2 separate regions of the Mus musculus genome follow, and region 1 is linked to region 2. A link is a contact called in public Hi-C data. All regions are on one chromosome and are shown on one strand. The core of a region is the stretch at or near the end of the contact, and the rest is flanking DNA. Distances in the headings are between cores, read along the strand shown. Region 1 has its middle 21 kb from the start of Psmc1. Region 2 overlaps Kcnk13 (potassium channel, subfamily K, member 13).

Region 1 (5,430 bases), core at 1,781-4,280, 84 kb after region 2:
GATACGGTAGTGCCCAGCCCATTGTGGGTGCTGCCAGCCCTGGGCAGGTGATCCTAGGCCGTATAAGGAAGCAGGCTGAACAAGCCATGAGGAGCAAACCAGTAAGCAGCACCCCTCCATGGCTCCTGCTTCAGCTCCTGCCTCCAAGTTCCTGCCTTCAGCTCCTGCCCTGACTTCCCTCACATAACCTGAGAGTTCTAAGCCGAAGTGAACCCTCTCCTCCGTAAGTTGCTCTTGGTCCTGCTGTTTCAGCACAGCAATAGTAACCCTAACTAAGACATCCCATGTGGATTAGTCTGACATTTTCTCATGATTAAGCTAGGGTGATGAGTTTGGCAGAAGCCCATAGAGGTGCCTCATGAACACACTTTGACAGAACTCATGTTAACTTTGGCCCTTGAATAAGACAGTGTTCCCTATGTTTGTCCACTGAGAAATTACTGTTTCTCACTTTCCATATTGGGTTCCTTGGAAACAAATCACTATGTCTGGCCCACACACCATAAGAGAGAATGAGGCTCTGCTTCCTGTGAGGGATGGTTTTTCTATGCATTATTTGAAGTTGTTATGACATGAAAATATGTGCATGGGTACGATTTACCTTGAAATATTTCACAGACGGGAGGGTGGCTCTAGACACCCTCCGTTCCTACTCCCTGGCTTCTCTTCCTCGTCGGATTAGAGCATGAGTTGCAGGCAGTACCCTATTTTGGTGTTCTAGTAAGCAAAACCCATTCAAAGGAAGCATCCTGATCTCTGATGTCACTGCCTTGAGAGAGGCCGCCTGTAAGAAGCCATGTTCCCCGGTAGGAAGCTCTCCAGCAGGTCTAGGCTCAACCACAGTGGGTGGAGCATCTTCTCTCCTACTAACCGGTTGCTTCTGTCCTTGGCCATATTGAAGTCCCACCCCACACATAATGAATGAGGAAATGCCTCTTCTCCTTTCAGGGGACAGTGTTTATCTATTATCTGGAATTCTCTCTGGAAACTTAAGGAGGGGAGCTCACACGGAGCAGCTCAGGTCTTGGGATAACCATTGGACTCATCCCATAAACAAGATGCCCCAGGGGACAGAGTCTGAAAAGGAGGACTGGCGCCATTTTCTCCCAGTTGTTCACTTTTTAAATAATTCATTGGGTGGGTGCCTATGGTCTCGGGAGACTAAAACAGACTATTGGTAAACTGAAGCAGGCAGCCACTCAGCATGGCCTCCTCTCCTGTCCATCCCAATCCACCCAGAAGTCTGAGGGTCCTTCTGGGCCCTCCTTCCCTTCGCTCATCCCTATCCAGTCAGGCACCAGGTCTGTGGTGCACACTGGTGTGTGAATAGAAGGGCCTGACAGATCCCAAAGAAAGATCTGGCTTTTACCCAGCTCCCTGGAGATAGCCTCTAAACCCCGGCAATGCACTGCCTGCTAAGAGTGTCCGTGTTTATCAGGAGCCTTGGGCCATCCAGACACTTTATGCTGCCAACACAAGTAACAGCAAAGGTCTTGGGCCATGCAGCATTTGCCAGAGTTCCCAGGAGGACAATAGCTGAATATCTCACAAGTCATATGGGTGACCAAGGGCCTGTAACCAACCTGTAATAAACACCCTGAATGTCAAGGTTCATCTGACCAGCTCTGCACATATTGTCACACATCATTGATGAGAGAAGCAATGTGGGACTCCTCTAGGACAGGACCCTGAAAGCACGCATCTGGCACTGTATGTACCGCCCCCTTATGCATCGCTGGCTTTTGCAGGTTTTAATCTTTCCTGTCTGGGTAATAAGCTACAACTGTGAGTTCATCGGCTCTTGTGAGTTCTGTGAGCCCTTCCCACAAAGCACTGATCCTCAAGACGGTCTTGGGGACAAAGCCCTTGTGTAGTAGACACCCACTTTCCTTGTATGTGGGTGGGCTGTCTCCTGCACTGCATCCTGAGCTCTGAAGTCAAGGTGGGTCCTGTCCAGTCTTGCTTTCTGGGAGCACTCGGTCTGGGGACAGTACACTGCGGGCATCTCAGAAAGGTGTGCCGCTTGAACTGCTCTGATGTGACAACACACTCAAGCACCAAATGACCCTCGACACTCACACACAGTAGACAGGACAGAACTTAGTGGGGCAAGATCATGCGATCCCCCAACAGATGGCTCAGCTTGGTTTCTGCCAGTGGCCCTTGGCCTCTGACCTGGGCAGCCAATCCTCAAGCCCTCTGGTATCTCTGACTTCATCTTCTCATCCTCTTTTGTACAATGCATGCCGAGATCTGTTTCTTCTTTAGAAATTCATGTTTCCTTGGAGAGAAGGGAGTGGAATACTCTTAATGTACCCATCTTCCAGGAAGGACTGCATCTGTCCAGCCATCTGGACAGATGTGGCCTGGTCCATCATACTGGCTTCATCATTGGGACGTTTCATCAGGATTCTGCTTTCCAAATGGAGAGCTGAGTGCTCAAAGCATGGACCCATTCATTCTCTCCGTACTCTTGGCTGTGGGTGTGATGTGACCAGCTGTCTCAAGCCCCTTCTGTTTTGCCTTCCTCTCAGAGATGGGCTGTAACACGGAACTGTGAGCTAAAATAAACCTGTACTCCCAGTTGCTTCTTATAGGAGCGCTCTGTCACACAACAAAAATCAAACAGCAGTTATGTTCACCCCTCCCTTCCCTTGTTGGGAAAGAAGATGACACATTTGTCCTGTAATGCTTCTGGAGAAAAGTAATGTTATCTCTAAATTGGCGTTAAACTCCACAGAATATTTGAATCATACTTCCACTTTTCTAGAAGATTCTACTCAGCCTGGAGCCTTTCAACACTTCCTTTCTCAAATCTCCTACGCACTCAGCTCCAGCTTTGGACAGCAACTTTTCTTCAATTAGGGGATGTTTGCGGTCAGGGCTTAGAGGTCATTTGGGTTGCATTGTTTTTTTGTTTTGTTTTGTTTTTTTCTTTCCCCATTATTAGAAATTGAACCCGGGGCAAAGCACTCCATCAGTGACCTACACCCAGACTGGTTTGTATTTTCAAATGAAGACAAAATCTTACTAAATTGTTTGGCTGGCTGGAGCTGGCTCTATAATCCAGTTATATAATCTTCCCACCTCAGGCTCCCCCCCTAGGAGGTTACGGGCCTACACCACCAAGCTTGGCTGGCAAGGGTTTTTATACAGCATGTCCTGCTGAAGGAGGACCTCCATGAGTGGCCCCAGAACTCTGCATTTCTAGGAAACTTCCAGGATGCATTTTGGGAGGGAACTGCCAGCCTCCTTCAGCCTTCACTTATATGTAGGTGCCAATTTTCTCCTGAGCCTGGTGTCTAAGTTAGGGTTTTACTGCGGTGAACAGACACCATGACCAAGGCAACTCCTATAAGGACAACATTTCATTGGGGCTGACTTACAGGTTCAGAGGTTCAGTCCATTATCATCAAGACGGGAACACCGCAGCATCCAGGCAGGCATGGTACAGGAGGAACTGAGAGTTCTACATCTTCATCTGAAGGTTGCTAGCAGAATACTGGCTTCCAAGCAGCCAGGATGAGAATCATAACTCACACCCACAGTGACACACCTACTCCAACAGGGCCACACCTTCTAATTGTGCCACTCCCTAGGCTGAGCATATACAAACCATCACACCTGGCAATAGTTCCAGTTGCCTCTTTGCCTCAGTGGCTGCTAGAATGATACATCTAGAAGACTGTTTCCTCAGTACTCAGCTCCCAAATACTGTCCCCTTCCCCTATGGACCTGTGTCACCGGTTTCCATCACTAAGCAAGCATAGTTCTCAGCCTCTGGTACCAGGAGCCAACTCCGGAGGGTGCGCCAAGCTGTCCATGTGGAAGCTGCCTACGTTGTCCATGGAAATGAGAATGAGGGGAAGATTCCTGCCCTCATAAGCTTAAACAGAACTGACTGGAGAGACATAGAGCCTGGGATCCAATACGCAGTCTACCAGCAGGAAGCAGGGAAGGAAGAGTTGGCCAAGAGAAAGGATCAGAAATCAGGGTGTCAGGATGGAAGAGGAAAGAACAGAGCAAAGAGGGAGTAGACTCCCAAGGCCACATTTTCCAGTTCTGGCTCATGATGGATAGCTCTGTAATTGAGAGGTAAGTCATAGTGACCAGGACCACCGATATAAACCTCACCAGGTAAGAGGCCATGACCGGCAGGACCAGGGGTACATTCTATTTCTAGAGCTGCCCCTGGGCTTGTCAGAGCATGCATCACAACTGTCTGACGCCTTTGACTTCTAGGGTATCCCCCTACTCCCAACATGCAAATTCTGTCAGGCTCAGAGCATCAGAGGCCACCTCCCTCTCTCGTTGTCACCATGTCACAAATTTCCATTGCTATCACCTTGGTTCTCTCTCCACTCAAGAGCAAGGAGAGGGGTCCAAAGCCATCATGCAGCCTGGATCACTCATCTTCCTTCATGGTGTCCCTCTGCCACACAGCAGGACATGGTGGTGGAAAAAACTTGTGTGTCCTCATCCTTGGAGAAGTCCTAGTGTGTCGTCCTAGATGGACGGTGAACAGGTAACATTACACACTAACCTGGAACTTCCAACTCTAACTGTGCTGGGAAGTAGAGGGATATGGAAGCCAGTGGTAGACACATCAAGAATCAGGGAAGAGGATCGGTTTCTGCTAAGCTGAGCGGGTACCCCTGGGATCGCTGTGGCTCCCCACACTGGGCCTGTTGCTAGGTTAAAAGAGTGATCATTGGAGCCTGCAGATTCCAGCCTCTTCAGAAAGAGCATTAAGGAGAAGAGTACAAATGTCAGTAGCTAACTGTAGCCACAGTCTCAAGGTTTCTCAGCTGCCCATAACCCCTCTAGTCAAACCACCAACAATCACCTACCACCAGTACTCTGAGCCATCCAAAGAAAAGCCTCCAGGGCCTGGTGAAATGGCTCAGCGGGTAAGAACACCAACTGCTCTTCCGAAGGTCCTGAGTTCAAATCCCAGCAACCACATGGTGGCTCACAACCATCATTAACGAAATCTGACACCCTCTTCTGGTGTGTCTGAAGACAGCTACAGTGTACTTACATATAATAAGTAAATAAATTAAAAAAAAGAAAAAGAAAAAGAAAGAAAAGCCTACAGCCAGAAGACTGACTTTGAAGAAAGGGATCAAGCTGGACTCCCCCTTCTAGCGCGGAGGACTTGAAAGAGGCAGCTGGTCTCAGAGCTTCGTTCTCACCAGTCTTGGAAGTGAGACTTTAGTGTCAACCTGAGGAGGCCGAGTAAGCTCCTAGATCATACACCTCTGCAGCTCAGCTCTGGCACTGCCCCACGTGTGCCTCCGTGGGGGCAGGGCAGCTCTCATGAGGTGGTTCCAACAGCAGTCATTTGGGTGCTGTATCAACCCAAGTCTCCCAATATGCTTCCTGGGAGGGCCTGGAATCAAGGCTGGCTCCTCAGCTCCCTAGGGTGCA
Region 2 (5,680 bases), core at 2,684-5,183:
GTATGAATGTAGCTCTCATTCCTCGTAGTCATTGAAGAACATGAATGAGCCCTGCCTTGGTGACAGCAGCCAGTCTCCATTCTTGGGACCAGTCAGCCATCCTCCTAGTACACCTGCAGATAGGTATGGTGCACCCTGTCCGTAGGCAATGGTTTGGGTCCATGTTCTCTGTCTCTCCACCAGAACATGCAGGCTCCTTTTTCTCTGGATTTCCTTGTGTCTTACCCTTGAAAGTGAGGATCAAATTGCTGGGTTGGTTTTTTTGTTTTCTTGGGTTTTTTTTTTGTTTTTTGTTTTTTTTTTTTTTTCTTTCTGGAAATAAGATGTCAATGCCCATCTGAGAGGCCCTCTGCTAGCTAGGTATCTCTGGCTCTAACTCAGAACAACCTTTCAGGCTGGCGTTCTCTTTTGCTAAGTGACCCTCGTGGCTCTGCAGGCCCCTGCAGATTCACTTCAGAACCCTTGCAGAACAAAGTTGTTTATGAGGCAGTCCCATGTGTCCTGGGGCAGAGCCAACTCTTGTGCTTGTGCTTGCAGCTGACGTCCATCAAAGTCACTTGGCTTCTACCACCCCAGTGTGAACTCTGGTGTCCAGTTGGAGTTGTCTCTTCAAAATACTGAGGTTTGGGAGCTGGGAGATAGCTCAGCCAGTAAAGTGTTTATCCTACAAGCTCTAGGATCTGATCACCAGACTCATGAACAAAGCTGTGTGTAGTGCCATGTATTGGGCTGTAATCTGAGTATTGGGCATAATCCCAATATTGGGGATTCAGGGACAAGAGGGTTTCTGGGGCTCTTTGACCAACCAGCATTACAGACCTGGTGAACCCCATGTATGAGAGGTCCTGTCACAAAAAGTGACAGGGGTGTCTCATGAAGAACAACACCCAAAGCTGACCTCGGGCCTCTACCTGAACACGCATGTGTGATTTTTAATTGAGGAACTGTGATGGGTATTCTTGGTTGTCAACTTGATCATGTCCCAGAATAAACTACAATGATCCAGAAATGAGGGCACCCCTGTGAGAGACTTTCCTGCTTGGATGGAGTAGGTGAATCTACTTCTAGTCTGGACCTTTGAGGCAGGAGGACACCAGGCTTTTAATCCACATCCTGAGGGGGGAAGACACACCTTTAATCTGGGCCTCACCTTCTGCTATAGCACATCCATTCTTACACTGGCATTGGAGCCTATCTCTTTGGGATTATGTGTAGATATGTATACATACACACATAGATAGATAGATAGATAGATAGATAGATAGATAGATAGATAGATAGATATTCAATCCATAAATCTGTGACTAGAGAACTCTAACACAGGGTGTAAATGACTTCATTTCAGCTCCTAGATGTCCCTACTCATCTGTTTGTTCTTGAAGGCTGCTTGGTTTAGGGCATCAATGACTAAAGACCCACAGGCTCCAAGCTCCTGAAAGGAGGGTGGTCGCTAGGAATATGAGTCTAGACATCCCTCAGATTTTCTGGGACAGCTGGCCCTCTACCAATGGTGTCTGGTACTTTGTGTATTTCACCCCTGCAGTGTATCAAGAGCAGTGCTTCAGAAAAGAAGCCTTCATGAAGAGCTGCTCGGGGACTTGCAAAGAACTCATGCTGTAGCTTTAATCCTGGCAAGCTGGAGCCAGAGGGTCCAGGTGGTGCCGGACAGTCATTTGTGTGTTTTACATACTCCCTGGGTGGGGGGGGGTGGCTTTTTCTGTGAAGAACCAACTGGTAAACACTCTAGGCTTGCAGACCATATGGTTCCTGCTTCAGCTGCTCCGCTCTGCCATCATGGCTGAGAGCAGCTGGGGGTTTACTTAGAGGAATGTGCATGGCTGTGTTCCCAAAACGCTTGATTTACAAAAACAGGTAACAGCTGACTTACTTAGCTCATGGGCCATCGTTTGTCTACCCCAATAAAAGTCACCCGGAGAGCTCTAAAATGTTTTCCCTGTGCTCCGGCCAATTAAATTAGGATCTCTGTGGGTGGTGTCAGGCCCTGGCATTTGTTAAAAGCTCTTCAGGTGATTTTCAATGGGCCAGGATTAAAAACTACTGTTGTTGATCCCTGTCATTGTGTAGATCTGCTGAAGAGCGGGGTCCTGCTCTAATGTAATGTTTAGCTTGCTCCAGAAGGCTTGCTGCTCACTCGCGCGCTCTCTCTCTCTCTCTCTTTCTTCTTCCTCTTCTTCTTCTTCTTCTTCTTCTTCTTCTTCTTCTTCTTCTTCTTCTTCTTCTTCTTCTTCTTCTCCTCCTCCTCCTCCTCCTCCTCCTCCTCCTCCTCCTCCTCCTCCCCCCTCCCCCTCCCCCTTCCCCTCCCTCTCCCTCTCTCTGTTTCATTAACTGCAAGAAGTCCAAGCACATTCTTCTATGCCTGCCTTCCAATCATATCTTTAGAGAGATAAGACATAAAATACAGCCAAACTTATGAATCTGAAGCCCCCTGCTGGGACCTTGTGCTGCAGCTGGTGCATAAACTACTCACTGAATCCTTGTAACTGCTTCTTGGGTCAAAACTAAAAACACTCAGAGGACTCCTCTGGTCTTTCCATACCGTAGCCGCCTAAAGTTTCCTGAAAGCCAGGCAGGACTTACAGTTCCAGAGAGTAAGGGTCCATGATGATCAAGCAGAGAGGCATGTCAGAGGCAAACTAGCAATGGCTCCAATCTTTAAACACTCCAAGCACACCCCATGAAACATACTTCTTCCTGCAAAGCCACACGTCCCACCCTGCACAAACAGCACCAGCAGCTGGAGAACTGGTATTTAAATGCCAGAGACTATCGGGAGCAATTATCATTCAAACCACCACAACACACACGTTTTTACGTGTTCTTGTATCAATATTTGTGGGGATCTGCCAGAATTTGAGGAGTTGCCCTAAATTCTGTGACAAATTTTACATGTTTTAGAGTCATGTCTGTTGCTGTGATAAAATGCCCTGACAGATCAATTTGAAGAAAGAGCGAGTTTATTCCGTGTACAACTCCAGGTTATGGTCCCCCGTTGCAGAGACATCAAGGAAGAGCTTTGAAGCCGCTGGCCATTCCTGCAGTCAAGCAGAAACTGAATGCATGCCTGCTTGCTACTCCGATAGCTGTCTCTCTATTCTTATACAACCCAGGGCCCCAAACCAGGGAATGGTGCCATCCATCCACTTCCAGCCTGTGTCCTTCCCATACCAGTTAACCAGTCAAGGCAATCCCTCACAGACATGCCCACCGGCCTGGTGATTTCTAGGCCGTGTCAAGTTGACAAACCAACCATTGCAACATCTATCAGCAACCCTCGAGGCTTCCAAGTTCTCCACATTCTGAGCAGCTCTGGTTCTTCATTTCTTACATTAATACTTTTTTTAAATTAATAGCCATCCTAGTGGGTTTTTTTTGTTTGTTTGTTTTTTTTGTTTTGTTTTGTTTTGTTTTGTTTTTACTGTGCTTGTAACTTATATTTTCCAGGTCATTGATGGTATTGAGCATCTTCTCAAATGTTGGTAGGCCGCCTGTATGTCTTCTTTGGGGGACATCTACATCATATCCTTTGTCTATGTTTAAATTGGGTTGTCTGCTGCTGTTGATGTGGATGTGTGTTGATTTGGATGTGTGTCATCCCAGTGAAGATAGCCAAGTGATCCTTGCCAAGAACTCACCGAGTTTTAGCCACCTCTATTTACTCAGAATAATCATTGAATCTACCTTACGCTCATGAAAATACTTCCATAAAAAAGCTTGGAGATGAGCCGGTTTCCTGGTTTCCTGATTTCCTGGTTTCTTGGAAACCAGAGTTGACAAGCTTGCTCGGTAGTCCTGTGCACTTGGTTCATGACTTAGCGTTAGAAGTCATTAAAGATCCTCGTCTCAGCACCGGTGACTCTTGTGAGGGTCATGGGCATGGTTAACTGCCCAAAGCCTGGGCAGAATAGGGAAGGAAATGAGTAAGAAGTGAAATTAGGGTGTCTGGGCAACCCCTCTTCTTGTTTTCAGTGTAGCTGATGTGGCTATTTTGAGGTGCCCTCTGACCAAAGGACAAAGAGAATTCTTCATCACTAGTGTTTGAGCCAACTACCTTTCTCAGGAGCTAAAGCAATGCAGCTCTTTGACCCATCATCCCCCATCTGCAGTAACTCTCAGGCCTTTCTTGTACCTCTCTTTAATGGATTTTAGAAAACTTGCCCCCTCTCCTTTTTTAAGTTACCAACCTGGTTTTATCATAAATGTAAATAATTGGTGGAATGGATTTTTAGGCACAAACTATTACACGTTAAAAATAAACCCAATTAAGTCTTGATGGCAAAGCAGTGTGGTTATCGATAAACCACATGTAAAATACTTGAGCCAGTAACTTTAACATAAATTTTATATTGTCTTATTTTCTTTTTGAAACCGAATGTCCTTCCGTCTCTCCAGAAATTCATGATGACACAGCGTGTTTTATACTTAAGTTTGTGACTGATTACGATTACTTTATATCAAAAGCAGAAGTTGAAATTTATTTTTTACAACTTCTCCTGTGATTATAAAGCTTGCATTTTTTTCCCGTAAGATTTCTTTCTAATTGAGCAACTCCTCGCTTGATAATAATGATCAAAAGCACAGGAGTATTTGGGTACTTACTCAAAATTAAAAGTTCATTGAAAATACATCCCTGTAAGAGATTTGCAACTTTTCTAATTGATGCATTGTTAACTGACTACGTTTTAAAAGTTAGTTTGGGTTCAATTTTATTCATTATTTTCTACCTACCAAGGCTTGTTTAAATAGGCAAATGGGGATGGAATTTTATTTGACAATGCCACTCAACTCATTGAATGCCTTCTGCCACACATCCTGAAGAATGACCCCCTCTGTGTCCACATCCTAGCCCCTAAAACAGATGAATTGGAAAAAAAAAAAGGTACTGTGCAGAAATGATCAAACTAAGGAACCAGGAATGGAGAGAAGATCCTGTGTTATCCTGTGGGCCTGCGGCAGTCACAAGGGCATAAGACACAGGAGTTCGAGTCAGAAGAGATGTGCCAGAACAGAAGATGAGAAGAAATCTGAAGATTGGACATGAGCTTGAATGTGGAGGCAGGAGCCATGAGCCAAGGGATGTGAAGGAGACAACTGTATTGGTTACTTTAAGAGTGTGGGGATAAAATGCCTGGCCAAGGCAACTTACAGAAGGAAAGATCCATTTGTGCTTATGATTCCAGAGGGATGGGAGTTTGTTGGACATTTTGGCAACAGGGGGAAGGCCCAGCCTCAGGAGTAGCTGAGAGCTCACATCTCAAACCACAAGCAGGAAACCAAAAGTGGACTGGAATGGCATGTGACTTTTGAAACCTCCCTAGACCCAAGTATTTGGGTTTTTAAGGTCTGAGCACACTTGGGTAATTAATCATCTATAGGTTTCAGGAAATGGACATTTGGTGAGGAGTCCATTACTGGCTTGTCACGTTGGTATAGAGTGCCTTGTGTCTTAGGCATTCGACAGTGACTAAGTGCTCTAATAAAAGCATGAAAAAGTCCAGCAAGCTGGGTGCACATGAACAGAGCACTCAGTGCCCCCGGCTGCTGGGTGTCTTGCTGATTGGAAGGTTTTCTATGTACTTAAGAGCACATTATGTCCTCCTGGGCAGACAGCATGGCGGTTTAGAACAAGAGCAACTGAGATCTCCACATAGAATTTCAATTA

What was found. A called contact is a pair of places that touch in the nucleus more often than the background predicts.
Region 1: a Hi-C map of bone marrow-derived macrophages shows a contact between it and region 2, with 72 read pairs. The contact joins two enhancer-like sites. A contact is called at or near these places in 13 of 484 Hi-C or Micro-C datasets (B cells, the C10 cell line, the C2C12 cell line and 10 more), 6 of 115 datasets of contacts at active chromatin or transcription factors (the 230-238 cell line, the HPC-7 cell line, bone marrow-derived dendritic cells and 3 more) and 1 of 9 other capture datasets (embryonic stem cells).

The regions. Positions count from the first base shown.
Region 1 is chr12:100,086,726-100,092,155 of GRCm38.p6, forward strand. No RefSeq gene overlaps it. Among named protein-coding and RNA genes, the nearest start is that of Psmc1, 21 kb to the right of the region's middle. Within about 2 kb of position 3,031, at least 26 of the 459 cell types and tissues checked have an H3K27ac peak or open chromatin away from gene starts, as enhancers often do. A contact at or near this core is called in bone marrow-derived macrophages, microglia and peritoneal macrophages, where this site is marked.
Region 2 is chr12:100,001,553-100,007,232 of GRCm38.p6, forward strand. All of the region lies in intron 2 of Kcnk13 (potassium channel, subfamily K, member 13), which reads left to right. Among named protein-coding and RNA genes, the nearest start is that of Kcnk13, 40 kb to the left of the region's middle. Within about 2 kb of position 3,934, at least 51 of the 459 cell types and tissues checked have an H3K27ac peak or open chromatin away from gene starts, as enhancers often do. A contact at or near this core is called in bone marrow-derived macrophages, microglia and peritoneal macrophages, where this site is marked.